Linked DNA regions of Mus musculus: region 1 is linked to region 2. Evidence: chromatin contacts called from public promoter capture Hi-C data. All regions are on one chromosome and are shown on one strand. The core of a region is the stretch at or near the end of the contact, and the rest is flanking DNA. Distances in the headings are between cores, read along the strand shown. Region 1 overlaps Tmem44 (transmembrane protein 44). Region 2 has its middle 20 kb from the start of Atp13a3.

The links. Capture Hi-C pulls out chosen DNA fragments and counts their contacts.
Region 1: a contact with region 2 is called in a promoter capture Hi-C map of liver. The contact joins two enhancer-like sites. A contact is called at or near these places in 3 of 39 promoter capture datasets (cranial neural crest and embryonic stem cells), 1 of 15 datasets of contacts at CTCF or cohesin (the NIH/3T3 cell line), 18 of 484 Hi-C or Micro-C datasets (the AML12 cell line, the C2C12 cell line, the G1E-ER4 cell line and 13 more), 31 of 115 datasets of contacts at active chromatin or transcription factors (CD8 T cells, the HPC-7 cell line, the SCID.adh cell line and 22 more) and 4 of 9 other capture datasets (adipose tissue, embryonic stem cells, liver and 1 more).

Annotation. Positions count from the first base shown.
Region 1 is chr16:30,508,698-30,515,394 of GRCm38.p6, reverse strand. Tmem44 (transmembrane protein 44) reads left to right here. Exons shown (of 11, transcript NM_001384248.1): 11 at 573-3,540. The coding sequence ends at 680. Among named protein-coding and RNA genes, the nearest start is that of Gm52252, 8.1 kb to the left of the region's middle. Within about 2 kb of position 4,729, at least 403 of the 459 cell types and tissues checked have an H3K27ac peak or open chromatin away from gene starts, as enhancers often do. A contact at or near this core is called in hepatocytes and liver, where this site is marked.
Region 2 is chr16:30,405,054-30,411,976 of GRCm38.p6, reverse strand. No RefSeq gene overlaps it. Among named protein-coding and RNA genes, the nearest start is that of Atp13a3, 20 kb to the right of the region's middle. Within about 2 kb of position 4,151, at least 21 of the 459 cell types and tissues checked have an H3K27ac peak or open chromatin away from gene starts, as enhancers often do. A contact at or near this core is called in hepatocytes and liver, where this site is marked.

The DNA of each region.
Region 1 (6,697 bases), core at 3,480-5,979, 100 kb before region 2:
AGCTGTCCGTATGCGGATGCGATGCGTGGTGTAGGCAATAACAAGTGAGGCGGAAGAGTTCAGTGGACTGAATCTCCAGAGCGTAAAGCTTGCTGCTGGAGGAGTCGTCCCCTTGGGCTGCAAAGAGAGCCAAGTTGGCCTGTTCTTGTCCAGGAGTGTTTCCAGGAGGAGATTTCAGAACAGAGATTGGTGAGGGAAGAGATGGGGGAGATGGAAAGGGAGGCGGAGTTACTCTGTTCAAGGTGGTTGTTCTGTCAGTCCTTGACTGAAAGCTAAGCTGTGTGGAGCGGAGATAACAGCGTGAGGGCAGGAGACTTAACTGAGTGCTACGACATTTGCCTCGCATGCTCAAAGTCCTGGGATCCATCCCCCACAACACTAAAGTTAATAAAGCTATATTCTCTCTCGAGATCCTAGCACACAGGCCTGGCTAGCTTGTGCTTACAGATTTTTTCTTGTGTTTTCTGGGGTCATAAGACCCAGGATTTGGGGCATTACTTGGGGATGGCTGGGCTATAAAAGTTGGAAAGGATCTGTCACAGCAAGATAGCTTTTCTGTCTTTTCTCCACAGTGGGACCCTGAAGATGTCAACCTTGAAAGGAAAAAGGACGGGGAACTCCTTAGAGTGCAGGTGCGCAGGGCCTCTTTGAGCCCCGTGGATTTGGCCTCTGATGACTAACATCTTCGGGAGCCAAGCCATCAGCTCGGAACTCAAAGTCGGGAGTCTGTCAGTGACTAGATGGGGACCAACCTATGAGGCCACCCAGGTCAGGAATGGAAGCTGCTACAGACACTCCTCAGGGAGTGAGGAGCCCTGACCTGTCACCTAGCATGGCTAGTCTACACCATAGCTCAAAATGGAGCTGGGGACCCTGGGGACAGATCTACACATGCCCAGTTCACAGAAGAGCCTGTTTGTAAAGATGAGCTTTCTTCCAAATGACAGGGGATCTAGTCCCACGCGATTCAAACATAAATATTGTTTGCTTAACAATGGGATCGAACTCACCAAGAGCTACCATTTGGACCTCAGCGGAATGCATTCTTCAAGACTCCCCTAAGCCCAGGTGGAAGAGTGGGTCCACCAGCTCGGAGACCTGGGTAGATGTACAGGAACTGGCTTCTGCCATCCAGTTAACAGATCGTTGGCAGGACAAAGGCAACTACCGCCTGCTCTGGAGCAGCAGGACTCCCTCCAGGCTGGCAAAATGTATGCTGAGGCTGGGTGACGGGGTCTCACGTGCTTTATCGGGTAGCAGAAAGCGTGCTTTGCATACGGACACAACTCGAAGTGCACTTCCATCCTTGGACAGGCGATTTGAGGATGATTTTAATAACGTGACCACGAGTGAGGGAATGAGTAAAGGGAATGAGGCCAGGCAGGAGCGAGCACTGGGGGTGAATAAATTTTGACCGAATGAGTTAAAACCGTCTCACGGTGGAGAACAGGAGTCAGCCTGAAGCCCAGCACAGAGGGCTGCCACGAGGGGACCTGGGAACAATGCCAAGGCATACAACTCTGCCCGCAGCTGGCCCATGACCCATCTGTGACTCAGCCGCAGCTGCCCAGTTTCTCCTGAGGGCAAGTCCCAACAGTGTGACGACTGGGGTGCCAGTGGAGATTGGTTGGTCATGCAGGTTTCTGCATGGTTCCTAAGCCCTTGGGTGACCTCTAAACTGGAATTCAAAGCCACTTTATCTGCTCTGGGCTCTCGGCTCTCTTGTGAGGTGGCTTGCTTAAGTCAGCTCTGCTCTGTCGTCTTACCCACTGAAACCACTGTGAGGAGTGGACCATGGGGGGATGTGGTGAAGTGGAACACTCCAGCCCGGAACATTCAAATCTAGAGGCAGGGAAGGGTGGAGATCTAGTCAAGGAAGGAGAAACCTGACGTGGCCGGCATGACTGGTGTGACATGGTTTTGTAAGGAGAGAGCTGGAAAAGAGCGGGCTGTGGAGGTTAGGGGGCTAGTGCTGAGCCCTGTAGCCAGGCAGGACACCAAAGCAGGAAGGTGACCGACTTGCTCACGCAGACTACAATTAGTGAGTTCCTCACCCCTGACTTTTCAAGAAGCAGAAATGTGGTCAAGGGTACAGAGTAAACATGAGACACGTGCTTCAAGTACGTTCCTTAAACAAACAAACAAACAAAACCAGGGACTGTAAGAGGCCAAGATAACCTCAAAATCATGGCCTTCCTACCTGGCAGCATTGCAAGTGCTGGGATTGCAGGCCCCAGCAGCCGTGCCCAGTCTTTCACTTTACAGATGAGGACACACGTTTAAATACAGTATCCAAAGTATCAGCCTCACAAGTAGAAGTGGCCATAATCCATGATAATGAAGGCCCTGCTTAAACTCCTGGAGTCTGAGGTATGTTACCTGCCAGAGACGTCTGGGTGATTTAAGGAGAGCTCTTGTTACTAAGTTGTCTTAAAAGTTTGCCTGGAGGGCTGCGGCTTAGCTGGGCGAATGCTTTCCTAACACGTGCAAGGCCCTGGCTTGCAGTGCAGCATAAGGGGTAGGATGATAGACACCCGGAGTCTGGGAAGTGGAGGCAGCAGGATTAGAAGTTCAAGGTCATCTATCTTTAGCTCTGTAGCAAAGGTTGGCATGAGATATATGAGACCCTGGAGGTGGGGGGAGAGAACAACTGTGCAGACCTTGAAGAACTAATCCCCTTAAATCCATCCAGTCACTCCAGGAAGAGGTCATGAGGACCATCTGATGATCTATGCACTGCTGTTACACTGAGAAATGAGTTACTAGTTTGGGAAGCTCTGGGTGGAGGAAGGGGCGTGGCTGGTCTCCTGTGCCGGGCCTGAATAAGTGTGCCGCCCTTTCCCTGCTGAGTCATGGTTTTCCCTGTCTTTAACAAGAAAGGCCAAGCCTAGTGGCTCACACTTTTTGGGAAGCTGGGACAGGAGGGCTTCCACAAGTTAAAGGTCAGCCTGGCTACTAAGACCCAGTCTCAAAAGACCCACAAACCAGGCTGGGTGTGGTGGCTCATTCCTTTAATACCAGTATCTGGGAGAGAGAGAGGCAGAAGGATCTCTGAGTTCAAGGCCAGCCTGGTGTACAGAGTTCCAGGTGAGTTCCAGGACAGCCAGGGCAACATAGTGAGACCCTGTCTCAAACAAAACAAAAAACAACCACCACTGAGCTGGGGATATAACTACAGGTCGATGGTAGAGCACTTCCCTAACATGCAGGAGCCCTTGGGTTCCATCCCCATCGTGAAAATAGACTTCCTTTTTTCTCTCATAACTATGCCAGTCAGCAGTTCACACGTAAGACTAACATCTCTACACACATCCAGAAAGACACGCTACATGAAGGTAAATTTCATATACACCTTGAAAATCTGTTTCAATTTATTTACTTATTATTATTTTTTAATTAATTGGTTGGTTGGTTCTCCTGAGCCTGGGTTTCTCTGTGTAGCCCTGACTGTCCTGGAACTTGTTCTATATGGCCTCGAGTACTGAGGTCCGCCTGCCTCTGCCTCCCAAGCGTCCTTGGATTAAAGGCGTTCGCCACCAATGCCTGGTTTATTTTTGTTGTTTTTAACAACTTGTGTATGTTGCGCCTGCACTTTCAGAGCGTGTATGGTGGTCCAAGTGACACTTGGCAGGTATCAGTTCTCTTTTTCTACCATGTGGGGTCTGGGCAGCAAGCAGCTTTACCACTCCTCCACCCCCCACCCACCCACACACAATCTGCTTACATTTTATTACCTGTTTGAGATAAATACTCTAGGGGTAAAATATAGCTGAGTGGATCAGCAATACTTAACACGCACAAGACCCCGGGTTCCATTTCTAGCATCAAAAAAGGAGCAGAACCTTCAGGACACTTCCCAAGTTCCCTGCGTGTTCTTTTTCCACTCCTTCACTTTTGCCTGGGCAGACACTTAACTCTCTTCCACCCTCTCATCTTTTTCTGCTTACAACAAGCCCAGAATTAAAAGGCCATCCATGGGCAGAGGGGGTTCTGCTTACAACAAACCCGGATGTGCTGAAGTGTTCAAAGCTCTTCCTTTAATTAGTGAGAGATGGTCTCTGACAAGTTCAAGACTGGTGCTAGCTCAACCGATCCAGAGAACGCCTAATAAGGAAGGCTGGTGGTCTGATGGCACCGGCCTGTGATCCCAGTTATTCCAGACCGAGACAGGAGGCTGGCTGGCAAGATCCTCGGGCTACAGAATAGCATCGGTCATTTTTGCAAAACTCGGTCTCAACGGTGCAATTTTTTTTTTTTTAAAGAAAAAAATCAAGTGGAATGGATGCTCAGAGGCAAAGCGCGTGGCTGAAACACGTCATGCTCTCATTTCTATCGCCAGAACCGAAGAATGTCTGCCTAATCTGCTTTCTTTTTGCCTTAAATCTGACAGCCAAATACGGCTCCAAACATTTGGGACTACGGTTTCTGAGCAGGGCAGGTCATTAAACTCCTAGGATCCTATTCCAGTCGCACGGGAACACTGCGGGCAGCGGCCGCCGTTGATGGCGGAGGCCGGGGCATTTCTTCGTACTCCGCAGGGTATGGCTAAGAGGCCGGTCTCTCCCTCCGAGTCGTTGCCCCCTCTTCTGACTCCGAAGCTCACCCTCGACGGCCCTGGGGGATAGCAAGTAGCGTTCTCCAGCAGCCGAGCCACACAAAGCTGGCCTGAGTCAGGATAACAACTCCATTTGGGGCACTTCCGGGATGCGGGGGAGGGGAAGCGGCCGGCGCATGCGCAACATGCAGCCACCCCCTGAGAGCAGCGCAGGCTCTGCCCGTTGGACCCTAGCTCCTGGCCTCCTCTGCCTGGGCACCTCTGACTTAAGTGTCTCCCCAGTGGGGGTCGGGGGAGGGAGGTGTTAAAAGATCGTTATAAGGCTATTGTGTATATTTGTGACTTAGATATAGTATAAGCAATATTCTGTGTGTTTGCGACTGACCAATAGCCCAAAGCTGCACTGCAAACCATTCTACCTAAGTGCATTCAACTTTTTTACAAGACAAAAATGCAGGTGCACGATTTAACTAAAGAAAATCAGATCGTGCCAAAGTTTATAAGGAAAACAACGGCGCTCTGCCCACACATCCGCAACTGCTTCACTTTCAGCTTCCTTTGTTTTGCCTCCAGCGACAGATTGCTCGTGCCTTTGCACAATGTCAAAATGTATTAACAGTAAATTCAAAAGCTACTTGGAAGTCTAGATTTCCCTTGGTAAGAGACAATCGGCAAACACAAGTTCTTTTATCTGGATCTTAATTGCTAATACTAACTCTCAGACCACACACCCATACCACCTTGTAATTGTATGAATATTGTCTGTCTGGGTTACACAACAGCTACAACCTGTGAAAGGAAGGGGGCAGAGTCAGAGGTTTTACTGGGGGCAGAGACAGATAGCTTTACAAATGCAGTTATGGCAGGTGATATATAGATGCTAAGATATATAAATATATAAGATATATAGTCTGGACGTTAGGCTAGAGACAGAGAGTCAAGCTGTAGGGTCACAGGGTACAGCCTCACTGCAGAGGCTCAGCTCAGAACTATGGAGTCAAGGTGAAGGCCCTGATCTGGACAGATGAGCAGATAGACTGACAATGGAAATTCTAGCAGTGGAGACTGAGCTGAGCGAGGACTCTGGGAACAGTAAACACTTGGGTGGCAGCTGAACAGTGGTGGTGCATACCTTGAACTCCGGAGGAAGAGTTAGTTCCTGGACAGCCAGGACTACGCAGGAATCCTGTGGCAGCCCTGGTAGAGAGGTGATTGGCATTGCCCGTGGGGTGTCCTTTTATGTAATCTGGGTGAGGGTGGTGCGTACTCGGTTGGTCTAGTGTGTTTCACAGTTACTGGGCCTGGTTTTCCAGATAAGGACGTCATTACACCCAAGTGTGATTCCTACACTCCTAACTTACTTTAACGTTGCAGAAGTGATGGGTTTTGACTTTTAGGACTAAGTTCTTAAGTCTGTGCCTTGTGGGTGTTGCCGGGCGCATGCTGGTGTTCTCGTGAACAGCAAGGCACAGAGTCACCCCTCCGAATGGAGCCCAACGATGTTTGGGCAAGTGGAGCTACACATGGCATGGCAAGGCTCAGCCTGGAAGCCACACTGTGGTGTGACCCAGAGCACAGCATCATCTCCACTCATGCACCTTACAGGCTAGCACAGCACGGCTTAGCTTCAAGCCCAGCGTCAACCTGCTTTCCAGCCACAACTGTCAAGGCTGTACAGATTGCCTCTAGCTTCCATTAAGCGCAGGTTGGGAGTCACAGTCGTTAGACAGGGACGTTGGAAAACAGACAAGTAGAAACAACCGGCTACGCATTCGGAATCGCTGTGGAGGCTTCGTACCAGGACCCTGGTTATTCCCAACTAGACCCCAGCTTCTGAGTTCCTAGGTCACATAAGACCTGAGCACCCTCTGACCATCATCAGCTTTTGGCCCAGCCTGGCAATCTCTGCTGCTCTGTCCCGAACTGGATGGTTTTCCTCCATCCTTCTCATCCTGCAAGTGTCCAGTACATGGAGCCTTTCCGTGCAAGCCAGGGGATCCTCTAAGGCCACAACCAAAACAGAAGCTCACAGACACTTGTCACCACCCTGATGTCCCAGGATGCCTGGCTGCATATGACAAGAGCCAGTTCTCAGGTTCTGGAGGCTCTGACTAGCTTGCACCACTTCTTCTTCTTCTCCTT
Region 2 (6,923 bases), core at 2,902-5,401:
CAGACAGAATGGTACTGGAGAGACAAGATGCCTTCTTCTCCATAGTTAATCTCTGTGCCCTCACCACCCCTGAAAGCTATCAAAACTTTGAAGAATCCAAAACAATTGCCCCAGACAATCTTAGGAGCCAAATGACCACTATCTTCTTTAGATCAGCTGATGGTCACAGCCTCACTGTTGACCATTGATCTTCCTTCATAGGAGGAGGGGGAAGCCCAGAGCAGTGAGGTGTCATCTCCACATTAGTTGTATGCAATTCTGCCCCAATTGCACATGGCTTCAGAGAGCAGCCAGAGCTGCAGTTCTCGCCCTGTAGGTCTCGACCCTTTTGTGGTCTAGTATCAGATATTTACATTAAGAGTCATAACAGCTTGTCCGTGGGACCTCAGGGTGGAGGGGATCTGCTTGCATCTCCATCAAGTAAGGAACTGTAACAACAAAGCTAACTCTAATATGCAGCTATTAGTAGCTATTTGCTATTATAGTGTGTGTGTGTGTGTGTGTTGCACATGCCGTGTTCATTTTTAAGTCAAAGGACAACTTATGTGCAGGAGTGAGTTCTTTCTTCCCACCACGTGGGTTCTAGGAATTGAACTCAGGTCATCAGGCTTGGCAGCAAGCATCTTCTCAGCAGTTATTTTTAAAACTCTGCTTGGGATGGGGATGTAGCTCAGTTGATAGAGTGCTTACCTAGCAAGCACAAAGCCCTGAGTTCGGTACCCACCCAACACTCTGAAAGTAGGTCAAGGCAGGTCACCCTGAGACCTAATCTCCAACAACAAGGGTGATGGAGAAATGGGTGATTAAAAGAACTTCCTGCTCTCGAAGAAGGTTTGGTTTCCAACACCCATATCAGCTGGCTCACAGGCATCGGTAACTCCAATTCCGGGGAATCTAATGCTCCCCACCAGCAGCTGCTCACAAGTGGTACACACAAAGGCATACACACATGCACATAAATATAAATAAGGAGGTTGCCTTTTTTTTTTTTTTTGGTTTTATGAGACAGGGTTTCTCTGTGTAGCCCTGGCTGTCCTGGAACTCACTCTGTAGACCAGGCTGGCCTTGAACTCAGAAATTCACATGCCTCTGCCTCTGCCTCCCAATTGCTAGGATTAAAGGCGTGCACCACCACGCCCGGCTAGGAGGTTGCCTTAGTCAGAGTCCTCTAGAGGAACAGAACTTATAGAATTAATCTGTATATGAAAAGGAATTTATAACTACAGACTGTATTCCAGCTAGTCTAGTGATGTCTGTCTACCAATAGAAGTTCCAAGAATCCAGTAGCTGTTCAGTCCATGAGTCTGGGTGTCTTGGCTAGTCTCCAGTATGCACTATAATCCTGAAAAAGTAGACCAGTGAAGGAATGGACTTGCTAACTAGAGAAGAAAAAAAAAAAAAAAGGCAGGCAAAGAGACCAAGCTTCCTTCTTCCATGTCTTTTATTTAGGCTTCCAGGAGAAGGGGTGGCCCAAATTGTAGGTGGATCTTCCCACCTCAAAAATCCAGATTGAAAGTGGATCTTTCCACTTCAGATTATTTGACTAAGGAAAAATAAAATCCCTCATAGGGGTATCCAGCCATGTGGGTTTTAGTTAATTCCTGATCAAGTTGACAACCAAGAATGGCCACCATAGAGGTCTCAGTAAGACAGCAAAAACAGAAAGCTCCAAGATGAAGCAGCAGGCTAATTACTGGCAGCCTGAGCCTGGTGACGAGTGTTTGATCCCACACAGAGGTAGAAAGGAAAGAGCTGACTCCACAAGTTGTCCTCTGTCCTCTACATGCACGCCATGGCACTTGGATGTCGACACATATAATAATAAAAATAGAGGGCTGGAGAGATGGCTCAGTGGTTAAGAGCACTGACTGCTCTTCCAAAGGTCCTGAGTTCAAATCTTATCAGTCTGGTAATCATGGTGGCTCACAACCATCTGTACAGCTACAGTGTACTCATATACATAAACAAAATAGAACCACCAACCAAGGAGTACTCAGGGGCTGGACTTAGGCCTCCTACACATTTGCAGCCATTGTGCAGCTTAGTCTTCACGTGGGTGCCCTAACCATTGGAGTGGAGCATCCTCCACTGACCTGTCACCTGCCCTTGGGATTGCCTTCCCCTAACAGAACTGCCTGGCTGGGCTCAGTGGGAGAGGATGCGCTTGGTCCTCCTGGGACTGGATGTTCCAGGGTGGGGTGGAGTGGGGAGGGGGCTTCTCTTTCTCTGAGAAGGGGAGGGAGTAATGGAAGAAGGGACTTGTAAGGGTGGGACTAGGAGGAGGGAGAAGGGACTGTGTGTAAGTGTGTGTGTGTGTGTATGTGAGACTAGGATGAAAAATATTTTAAAAAATATCAAATACTTCCCCCCCCAAAAAAACCCTCCATTTCAGTTTGAAAATAAATATGAATTGCATCCTTAGAACACTGATAAACAATAAATAAAATTCATCCAATTTTCTTTAAAATGTTTTGTTTATTATGGTTTGTGGAGGGGGATCTGTCCATCTTGCCCAGTTCTCCTCTGTGTTTTATTTGCAAGGTATGTCCTGGTTTCTCTGAGGGCAGTTGATGGGTCAGGTACCCCGATCTTCAAGCAAATTTGAAAGGACTTAGTGAAACCTAGCACAGGAGGTCCAGGGATGATGGATACAAGTGCACCCAGGGTCACAGATGCAGATGATAGCTTGCTGGGATGCTGGAGATGCTGTGCACTCTGGAGACAAGGACCTGAAACAAGGTGTGGGCTCCAGGCAAGGGTGACCTGGGATGATGTTGGTAATTCTTCCCCATCCCCCTCCCTCCATCTTCTTCCTTTCTTCTTTTCTCTTCATTTAATTTTAAGTTTATGTACATTGGTGTTTTGCCTATGTGTATGTCTGTGTGGGGGTGTTGAATCTTCTGGAACTGGAGTTACAGACAGGTGTGAGCTGGGAATTGAACTGGGGTCCTCTGGAAGAGCATACAGTGCTCTTAACTGCTGAGCCATCTCTCTCCAGCTCACCCTTCTGCTTCTTAAGGACGAGTCACAGCGGCACCGGGGCAGAGCATACTCACACTCTTATTCGTGCACACTGACTAATTTACATTGGCAGGTGCCCACTCTGCTTCATGCCACAGAACCCGGGCACAGAGCACCTAGGAGTGAATGGGGACCAATAACAAGCCTGGGGACAAACAGGATCAGTTGTGCCTATTCCGGGTCTTGCGTGGTTTGGATGGGAGCCAGAAGGCTCCTGCCTTGAATGTTTGGTTTCCAGAGCAATGTTTGGAGATGGGACTTTGTAGGGGTGGTGAGCTCACGAGGGCTCCAACCTAAGCAAGGAATTCCATCACTGATGGATGTGCTGGCACTATTGGGAGGTGATGGGAAGTAAACGGCAGGACCTGGTTGGAGGAATTGTGCTCCCGAGGTGTACCTTAAGAGATAGATCTCCTCCCTGATGCTGGCTGTCATGAATTTGAGCTGCTGTGCCTCCTTCCAGGCCCCCCCATAATGGGTCAAATGACCATGTGCTCACTCCTATGAAGCTATGCACTACACAGACTCTTCCTTTACTTCTGCCAAGTATTTTGTCACAGCAACAAAAAAAGTACTTGGGGGCACGGAGGTTAGAACTAGGAAGTGCATTCTGGGTGGAAATACAATCATATACTCAATAACATCTTCTATATACAGTTCTAGGCATGATAGACTGTAATATGGGGGGGCCCACCATCTGTCTCCGTGGACTCTTACCAGGAGCTGGAGTGTCAAATGCAACATTTATCCTTTTATATTATCTAATATTTATACCAAGAGATACACAGGAGGTATACACTGAGGTAAAAACCTGCTAGGTAAGCAAGGTAACTTTATTTTCTGAACTATGTACAAAATATCTATTTGCAAGTCCAATTCTACAACTAAACTGTTAGCTCTTTAGAGTTCTGTGTCCTTTTACCTATCTGGTCTACCTTTCTCTTGAGTTCCTTCAAACCCAAGAGGGCTCCTTAGCTCTCTTTCCTAGAATACTGTTTTACCTGTGTCCTGTCAGCTGCTTCTCTGTTGTTACTGCAAGTCCAGAGAGAAAATCCCTGACTCTTACCCAGAGCTCTTTCCATGAGGGCTCATCAAAGCCAAAAGGGAGAGAGGTCTCAAAGGTCCAATTGCTATAAAAGAAGCCTCTAGCTCCTCCCCTCCACCTTTGGCCGGCTGAACCACATCACCATCATGGGGGTGGAGGTAGGCTCCAAGCCAAGTCAGTAGGGACCAAACCATTTCATCTTTCAGGTGAGCTAGCTCAAGGCCATGCAGCTGACTTTACCTCCAGTCCTAGAGCAAAGACCAGAAGACCTCACCCAAAGCAATTTGCCTTAAAATAGGAGGGACTTGCGATTCTTTAGCATCCTTATCTATGGAGGCTTTTTGAGGCACACCCAAACTGCAGCTCTTCTGGACACACCTAACTGCATCTGACATCTATTTAAGCTTTTATAATTAACAATTAGGCTTCCCATGTACAATAATCAAATATCCTGTAACAAGGGACAGAGTGGTGGGCAACGTGTCCTTATCAGCATTATGGTCTAGCAGGGAAGGGAAGATGGACGACTGTCTTTTAGATGGAAGATGTAGCTACAGAGAGGAGTAAATTTTGATACCAAGCTGGGCATGGTGGCACACGCCTTTAATCCCAGCATTTGGGAGGCAGAAGCAGGCGAATTTCTGAGTTCAAGGCCAGGCTGGTCTACAAAGTGAGTTCCAGGACAGCCAGGGCTACAGAGAAACACTGTTTCAAAAAAACCAAAAAAATAAAAAATAAAAAAATTGATACCAGCCTGGGGTGTGCCCAGCGGACCACAACTCTGTGTTAGCAAGAGCTCATTGCACAGGTAATGTTTCAAAAAAAAATTTGAAAGGTGTTGGAGAGATTGCTTTAGTGATTAAAAGCCTTCACTGCTCTTGCAGGGAACCTCAGCTTGGTTCTTATCACTCACATGACAGTTCATAACCATCAATAAGTCCAGTTCCCGGGGATCCAATGCCCTCTTATGGATTTTTTAGATACTATAAACATATGGTGCACAGACATACATGCAAACAAACACTCATACACATAAATAAGCATGTTCCCCGTATTTTATTTGATGTGTATATGTATTTTGGTTGCTTGCATGTCTTGTGTTCTGTGTATATTCAGTGCCTGCATAGAATGGAAGAGGAAGTCTGATCCTCCTGGAACTGGAGTTAAAGATAGTTGTCAATCTTCATGTGGATGCTGGGAGCCAAGCTGAGATCCCCTGCAAAAAGCAGCAAGTGGCCAGGCTTGGTGGCACACGCCTTTAATCCCAGCACTTGGGAGACAGAGGTGGGCGGATTTCTGAGTTCGAGGCCAGTCTGGTCTACAAAGTGAGTGCCAGGACAGCCAGGGCTACACAGAGAAACCCTGTCTCGAGAAAAAAAAAAAAAAAAAAAGCAGCAAGTGCTCTCAACCACGGAGCTATCTCTCCAGGGCAGACAGAGTAAGTACTTAGAAGGAGGAAGATCCAAAAGAAATGAAAGAGCTCCAGCAATATGTCTTCCTACCAGTTGCCTTGCTCCCTGCCACAAGGGTCATAGACTCACCCTCTGAAGCTGTAAGCCTCCTTCCAACCCCCAGCTGTAAGCCTCCTCCCCTGTAAATATTTGTTTATACACATAGACCAGTGCTCCCCTCCACCTTAGCCAGTGAAACTTGTCTTGGTAGCAGGTAGCAGTTAACGCAGAGACTCAAAAACTGGTCACAGTGCTGAGAACAGGGACTACTGGGTGTTCAGTCTTAAATGGGACATGTATGTCACCGCTCCTGCCCCTCGGCTCAGGGAGAGGGGTTGGAAAGAACTTAAGAGCCAGAGGATTCAGGAAGAGTGTGATGAAACGCTGTCTTCTGGACATAACATGGCTGTTGTGCTCATGAACGTGCCTTTAATCCAGATCTTCTGAGGTGGGAAGACCCACCTCTAATCTGGCCCTCGCCTTCTGTGGGAAGGATACAGAAGAAGGGAGCTTTTGCTCTTGGCTTGCTTGCTCTTTCTCGCTGGCAAGTTCATTCCTTCACTGGCATCAGAGCCTACGTCTCCAGGATTCCAGCACATACTGAAGAGCAGCTGAGGCATCCAGCTGCATGGACTGAACAGCTGCTGGATTCTTGGACCTTCTGTTGTAGACAGCCATTGTTGGACTAGCTGGACCACTCAGTCTGTAAGTCATTCTAATAACAGAGAAAAGTTCCTTTTCTCTTTACATATGTGTGTGTGTATATACAGAGACAGGGTTTCTCTGTGTAGCTGTGGCTGCCCTGGAACTCACTCTGTAGACCAGGCTGCTGGCCTCGAACTCAGAACTCAGAAATCTACCTGCCTCTGCCTCTGCCTCCCAATCGCTGGTATTAAAGGATTGTGCCACCACCGCCCAGCCCCCCATAGGTTCTGTTACTCTGGAGAATTCTGACTCTGTAGTCCAGGTTGGTCTCAAACTCATGACCATCTGCCTACCTCAGATTCCCAAACACTAATTTTTATAGGCATGTGCCACCAAACTGGACTTAAGAAACTTAAATTGATTTTACTTTACGTGTCTGGATGTCTGAATACAGCATGCATACTCTGTCCCTATGGAGACTAAATGAGGACATCAGATCCTCTGGAACTGGAGTTACAAAATGGCTGTGAGCTGCCCTGTAGATACTGGGAATTCAACCCAGATCCTCTGGAAGAACAGTCAGTGAGTTTAACTGCTGAGCCATCTCTCCAAATCCCAGGAAACTTTTTTTTTTTTTTTTTTTTTTTGTAAGACAGGATTTCGTGTAGCCCAGGCTGGCATAGAACTCCTTGTGCAGTTGATTATGACCTTGAGCTCTTGGTGTTCTGCTTCCACCTCTAAAGTGCTGGTCAGCATCCTGA